Linked DNA regions of Xenopus tropicalis: region 2 is linked to region 1. The links are chromatin contacts, called in public Hi-C maps. All regions are on one chromosome and are shown on one strand. Each heading gives the region's core, a stretch centred on a gene start, on an enhancer-like site or on the middle of the called end of the contact. The rest is flanking DNA. Distances are from core to core; before and after follow the strand shown.

Region 1 (3,055 bases), core at 260-2,759:
GCAGCACCTGGGTCTGAATTATTTTTAGCCACAAAAGTTTTTGTGCTTTTTGAAAAGTAAACATAATTTCAACTTTGCAATATACATCAATTAAAAGATATGCAGCCTTTTCATGATTCAATAATATGGTTTGGAGCAGTTCCCTAAGCCCAGCCCCTGTTCCCCTTCTGATCTGACTGACTACGTTGAGTATTCTCAAATGCTTTTATTCTATATTTTAAAGTAAAGATTGTTGTGCTTACTGGTTACTCATGGAATGAGTGGTTGGTCAACTAGGGCTGCAACCCAGCTGGTATATCCCCAGGCCCCATAATGTTCTTTCCAGTAAATCTGTAATTACCCGTCCTTTGCTCTCCTCCCTCAACTGTTGCTCCACCTGACCAGATTTTCAATACAGTTCCCTGAATCTCTCATGCCCCTCCCAATCTGTCCATTTAGCACCACCCACCCGCTCCTCACTGGCTGGAAAGGACGCACCTGAAAGATGGAAGCACTCTGGTCAGTTGACAATATACCATGATTTTATGTAAATGATTTTATTCTGTGTATACACATTTACAGCAGATTGGGCTGTATTAGCATTGCAGGGTTTATTAACAGAGTAATCAGGGGCAGTTACTCATTCCTTGGTGGTTACAGGGAAAATAAGAATAAAGAAAGATTATAGTAACACTACTAGAGAGACTGACTTGCTAGTCATGCTGACAGAGTATTGGGACATTATTTACATGTATCTCCCCTTACTAATCAGAGCAATTGAGGAGAAGCCCAAATCCTCAGCTCAGACATTGCTGAGTGTGTATGTAAGGCTCACTCCTTGCACAATGCTTGGAAACAAATGTGCAAAAAATGACTCTACATCTCTTGGGAGAGAAAGAAATTCAGACACCCCCTTGTCCGACATAAATGCAATAAATAGGACTTTTGTGCGGAACATACTTTTTGCCTATTATTATTGTAAGAAACAAAGTTTTTGTTATTTCTAGGGCAAAATTATAAACTGAAAGTGCTTATAGTTTCCAGCTTGTTGTGAACAATGGTGGGTAATTATCAGGCTAATCTGATTGTTTGGCCACAGGGGGAAGAACAGATTATGAAGATGGGAATAAGAGTTGTCGGAGAAAGGAATGCATCGCTAAGCTGATGTGATCCACGATTCAATGGAAAAATCAAACCTGCCCAATTAACATCTGGCTTATTTGTGGGCAGATATAGTCAGGTAGGCCAGTCTGGGTTCCCCATACACGGGCAGATGAGCTGCTGAATTGATCTAAAGGGCCCAGTCGGCTGCCTGTGTATCGCCACCTTAACACTGCTCTTTATAGAGAAGTAGTATGTGTAAAAACAAAACAATGACCCATTAGTAGCGCTTTCTAACAAACATCTGGCACATTCTGTGTGTGCTTATCAAGCCATGCCACAAATTCAGCAACTCAGTGGCCTCCAGTTCTGGCGCAATACACAAACTAATGTTTCTGATTCTATCCGCTCCGCGCCCCTGCCAAAAACCAACACTGTGTGACACTAATACGATTAGGAGGAAGTAAAATCACACCCTGTGTGTCTGGCACTAATACAATGCAAAACAGCAACAGATTGACATTTGAGTGGATCGGAATATCTTTCTATTACTTCCCAACCATGAAAATTACAAGAATTTATGACCAGTTTTAGGAAAAACAAGTATGATCTCACCCCCTGCAAATTCTAAGCCGCATAAAAATCTTATGTCCTGAACAGTTTAGCAGTATGGCGAACAAAAAAACAAAATAAAATACACTGGTTATTGGCCATTACAACTAAAACAATTTTTTCTAGCAAAAAGCACTTTGTTATTTTACAGTGCCACATTGTTTATTATTAGCCTTAAAGCGGCAGTATACCCCCCCTTGTTGGACATTAGTTCGTTGGCTTTCTCGTCATGTTTAATTCCTTGCGAGACAGAGAATTAGATTGCCAGTGTACAACCAGTTTTGTTGTCCATTATGCAAGGGGGATCATCTGTGTTGAAATAATCTAATTATGTACCCCATAAGGACCAAACATTGCGGAGCTTAAGTTTGCCCGTATGCCCTGTTAACAAGAAATTACAATAAACATAGATTTTGTGATTAAAACAATACATTTGGCACCAGCCCTGTGTGTTGCACTTGTCAATCAAGGGGGTGTACTGGCCCCTTAAGGTATGGTTCACATTTACAGAAAATCCTCTTACCCAGAAACTCCAGGTCCCATGGCTTCCAGAATACAACTCATAGCTGTACCATGTAGCCTAACATGGCTAAAATGATGAATGCATCCTGTCTTTATGTGGTTTAAAAACCACATAAAGGGGACTAAGGGGTTAGCATCACTCAAGCATCACATCCAAAGGCCAGAGGGCACAGGCTGAAAGGCAGATAATGTACTTTACCAGATAGTCTCAAATGGCCAGCCTGAATACCAGTGTGAGATGTTGGTATTAGATATTTTTGTAATAGTGCTGCACTGAAAAATGCAAGACCCTGACCAATGGTTAGTGCCACAATATGGACCACAAAGGTGGCACAAGCTCTCAAAAAACGAAAGTCCAAGAAATAACTTATGGCTGACAAAAATCAAATAGATATTTCCTATCGGCCCGGTGTGTTCCAGATGTGCCACATACTTATGTGAATTTGCTTTTCTGGTGATTGGAATCAGTCCTGCAGTTGCACACCCCTATTATGCGATTGAGGTATAATACAGATTGTTATTTATAAAGCAAAGTGTGACAGGAATTGCTCTACAGTATTTAGAACAGAAAGGAAATACTTATATTCCCAAATGTCCCCCCCTACCCACATTTGTTCTATAATGACACTGACTAAGAACATTCCAATTACTATCGGGAGTCAGATGTTGAAACTGGCTGTAACACAGTTATTAGGGAACTGCCTCAATGATTTGAGTTGATTAATAAAAAATCCTTTGAACTTGTCATGTGGAGGTTAGCCATTTTACAGCTGTTGGGCTTTGAGGAAAAACCTTACCAATTAGTTATTTTCCTGGACTGGGATTCCTTAGTGATCATGCC
Region 2 (3,221 bases), core at 179-2,678, 84 kb before region 1:
CATAATATAACTTGTTATGGTTACTATACAAACATCACTGAATTCTGTTTTTCATCTAAAAGCCTCAGGGATCATGAATCATGAAATCTATTCATGGGAAAATAGTCAATTGGTAAATGCAAACTAAAACAAATATATCTAACACAATAATGTGTGTGCTATGGGAATGGGGTAATTAACAGCCTGTACTTAACTTGGCAAAGAACCAAGGTTAAAATGCTCTTTGGGACCCATGCAAAGTTGGTACCAGGCCTAATAACCCAAAACAAGAAATCAGAATCTAGCATTTGCTGGCCGCCTGTTGTAAATTAAATGTGACTGCTATGGATATATATTTAAATATATATATATATGTATATATATGTATATATATAATATATAGTGTTGCTTGTAACCTTTATTACATGATACAAATGTGTTTGGCCCAAACCTGGGCCAGCAAATTTGTAACTTTTGAGCAAGAGCCCAGGTTACAAACCATTACAGTTTAGTCAGACATCCAAATGGGACACATGGAGAACTGTACTGTCTTTAAGAAAACATTATGTCTAACTGAGTTCTCTTGTAATAACTTCAAATTGACATATGGTGCATTTTGACATTGGAACTTGTACAGCAGTATTTCAGTTGAGGAATAAGCCATAGCTGGTGTTCATGCATGGTTTGGGTCTGTTGTTTCAAGTTTTATTCACTTTTGACAAATGCACTGTGTCCTGGCCACCTCCCCTAGTTGACATGTTGCCTCAACTCAAAGCTGAAGTTGACTGCTACAGGCTAAAGAGGACATGGAACCAAGTTACATCTGTAGTCAACAGCTTACCTCTGTGGATCCAGTGAATGCAATTTTATCAATGTCAGGGTGGTGGGAGATGGCAGATCCAGCTGTGGGTCCATATCCTGGCACTATATTGACTACTCCAGGAGGGAAGCCAGCCTGCAGTGACAGATAAAGTACTTATTAAAATAGTTCAAACTGAGTAGCCAGCCTGGTAATTGTCACTTCAGTGTCTTTTCCAACAAGCAGGGGTTGTCCCTTCTAATACAGACATATCTAGACAAAGATTCTAATGGTACCAATAGATAACAACCAGGAACATAAATCATTATTTGTTTGCAGCAAAAAGTACAAGAAAAGACTGCTGGGATAGAGTTGGAAGGACAAATCTATCTTAGTTCATAATGTTACAATTACAAAGAGATCACTTAAGGATTCCAAAGAATGACTACAGAAATCTGGCTGCAGAATTCAATATTTTTTAGATATGTTATGGAGGTAATAGCTGATGTGCAAGCTTAATTATAATTCAGTGTGTGCATTTGTACCAGCAAAATAACAGCAGACTTAGTGATAACTGTGGGTTGTACTGTGTAGCCCCATGGTGGTATTTCCTGTCTAGGCTGTTTTGACATTGTGATCGGTGCTCTACATCAGTGCTCTCAGTATAGCTGAGGTGCCAAGCCTGAGTGAACACAGCCATGCGGGTTGCATTGAGACTCTAAATGCCCCTACTTGGGACACCACAGTACAACCGAAAGCTACTAGAAGAATATTACACTGTATAAGGTTAAAAAAAAGATATAGAATTTGAAGAAAGCTACAAGAATATGCAGCGCTCTACAATCTTACAGTTTACAAAAGTACACACAGGGAGGACACATATTAAAATAAATAAAACGAATAAGTATAAATACACAGATTAAGTGCCATGTGGTATGAGACAAAGTAGGAAGAAGGTCCCTGCCCCATAGAGCTTACAATCTAAGTGGGAGTCTGGGAGGCCAGTTAGTAGGAGACTGCAGTAATCCAAACAGGATAGGATAAGGGCATGTATTAGTGTTTTAGCAATTACTTGTGAAAGAAAGGCGTGTATTTTGGTAATATTGCATTAATATGATTTGAGACTGGTCATAAAGAACCCCCAGGCAGCGTGGTGAATTAACAGGGTTAATAGTCATGCCATCAATAGTTATTGTGAAAGGAGAAAAAGGGCTAGGTTGGGGGTGAGACGAGGGCGTGAGTTCAGTATTTGCTAGGAAGAGCATTGGTTCATCTTGTAATCGTATTGAAAAAAAGGCTAGTGCAAGGTAAAAGGGACCTCTTTCAATCTGCTAAAAACAGAAGCTCGCCCAAAAGTCCATCTTCAGTAGGAAAATTATCCCATTGAGGCCAAATTGATAACGGAATGCCTCAAGAACAAGAAGGTGAATGTCCTACAATGACCAAGGCAACGCAGATCTGAATCCAATGGAGCTGGAGCTAATCTGCCTGGGATAATGGACCAATATTACTCCTAAACATTGTGCAAACAAACCTGATGTGTTACTGAACTGGTATTTAAAATTCTTGCATTTATATTGCTGCTCATCTCAGAATGGCTACCAGTTTCCCACTGTTTACAAATGAGCACTGCCAAAAACTGTCCATCATTTTTAACATTAAATTGTAATGAAGAATCCTTGAAAATAATATGTAGCTCTCTGGATTCTACTGAAGAGGGCATACTTCTCTTTACCATGAAATGTATAATTTAGTAGGGAAACTTAATACTGAAATACTGAATATTCAAAATTTGCTAAGGGAGTATGGGTTTAGTGTATCCTAAAGCCATTTCCCTTTACTTGCTTACATTGATGCTTTTAGTGTCTATGTGGCGCCCCTGCCAGTTCCTAATAGTCTACAGTAATTATTCCACTCAAAAAGAAAAGCAATTTTTGTGATCATAATCAAGATTTCAAAGATAAATGCTTGTTTCGTCAGTTTCAAGCCTATGGTCAGATAGGCTGACTTCATTAAAATAAAACTCTAATAAAATCAAAAATTTTCTATATAAAGGCTGCAACCTCAGCTACTAGCAGCCTTTTACTGTCCAAAAGCCAATGAGAACCATTGGCAGTGATAGAATACACAGCAAATGTTTGTTTGACCAATCACTATGACGCTTCGAGAGATCTTATGAGAATTTGTTTCTATACACTATGCTTCTTCTCTGCAATTTGAATATAGGACCATCTTACTGGGGCGAGCAACATCAGGGTCACGCGTGAGATTTAGTTGCCCAATAACTGGCTCACATGGCTTTTCAAAACTTTAGTTGTTTATTCAGTGCCCCTGCAGTAAAATACGAAGAATTCTGTACCTACTCAGACATAGATATTAAGGTGCCACTCAGTTTTAAGTGCACTGAATGCCATTAGAACACAGAAGAGGTTGGTGTAGTTTT

What was found. Hi-C and Micro-C count contacts between places; a contact is called where the count stands out from the background.
Region 2: a Hi-C map of liver shows a contact between it and region 1, with 4 times the contacts expected there. The contact joins two enhancer-like sites. A contact is called at or near these places in 5 of 5 Hi-C or Micro-C datasets (brain, gastrula embryo, liver and 2 more).

Annotation. Positions count from the first base shown.
Region 1 is chr3:115,584,070-115,587,124 of UCB_Xtro_10.0, reverse strand. The region is part of intron 6 of asb7 (ankyrin repeat and SOCS box containing 7); the gene reads right to left. Among named protein-coding and RNA genes, the nearest start is that of asb7, 18 kb to the right of the region's middle. Within about 2 kb of position 1,509, at least 2 of the 11 cell types and tissues checked have an H3K27ac peak or open chromatin away from gene starts, as enhancers often do. A contact at or near this core is called in liver, where this site is marked.
Region 2 is chr3:115,668,293-115,671,513 of UCB_Xtro_10.0, reverse strand. It overlaps aldh1a3 (aldehyde dehydrogenase family 1 member A3), which reads right to left. Exons shown (of 13, transcript XM_002939264.5): 7 at 821-934. Among named protein-coding and RNA genes, the nearest start is that of aldh1a3, 16 kb to the right of the region's middle. Within about 2 kb of position 1,428, at least 2 of the 11 cell types and tissues checked have an H3K27ac peak or open chromatin away from gene starts, as enhancers often do. A contact at or near this core is called in liver, where this site is marked.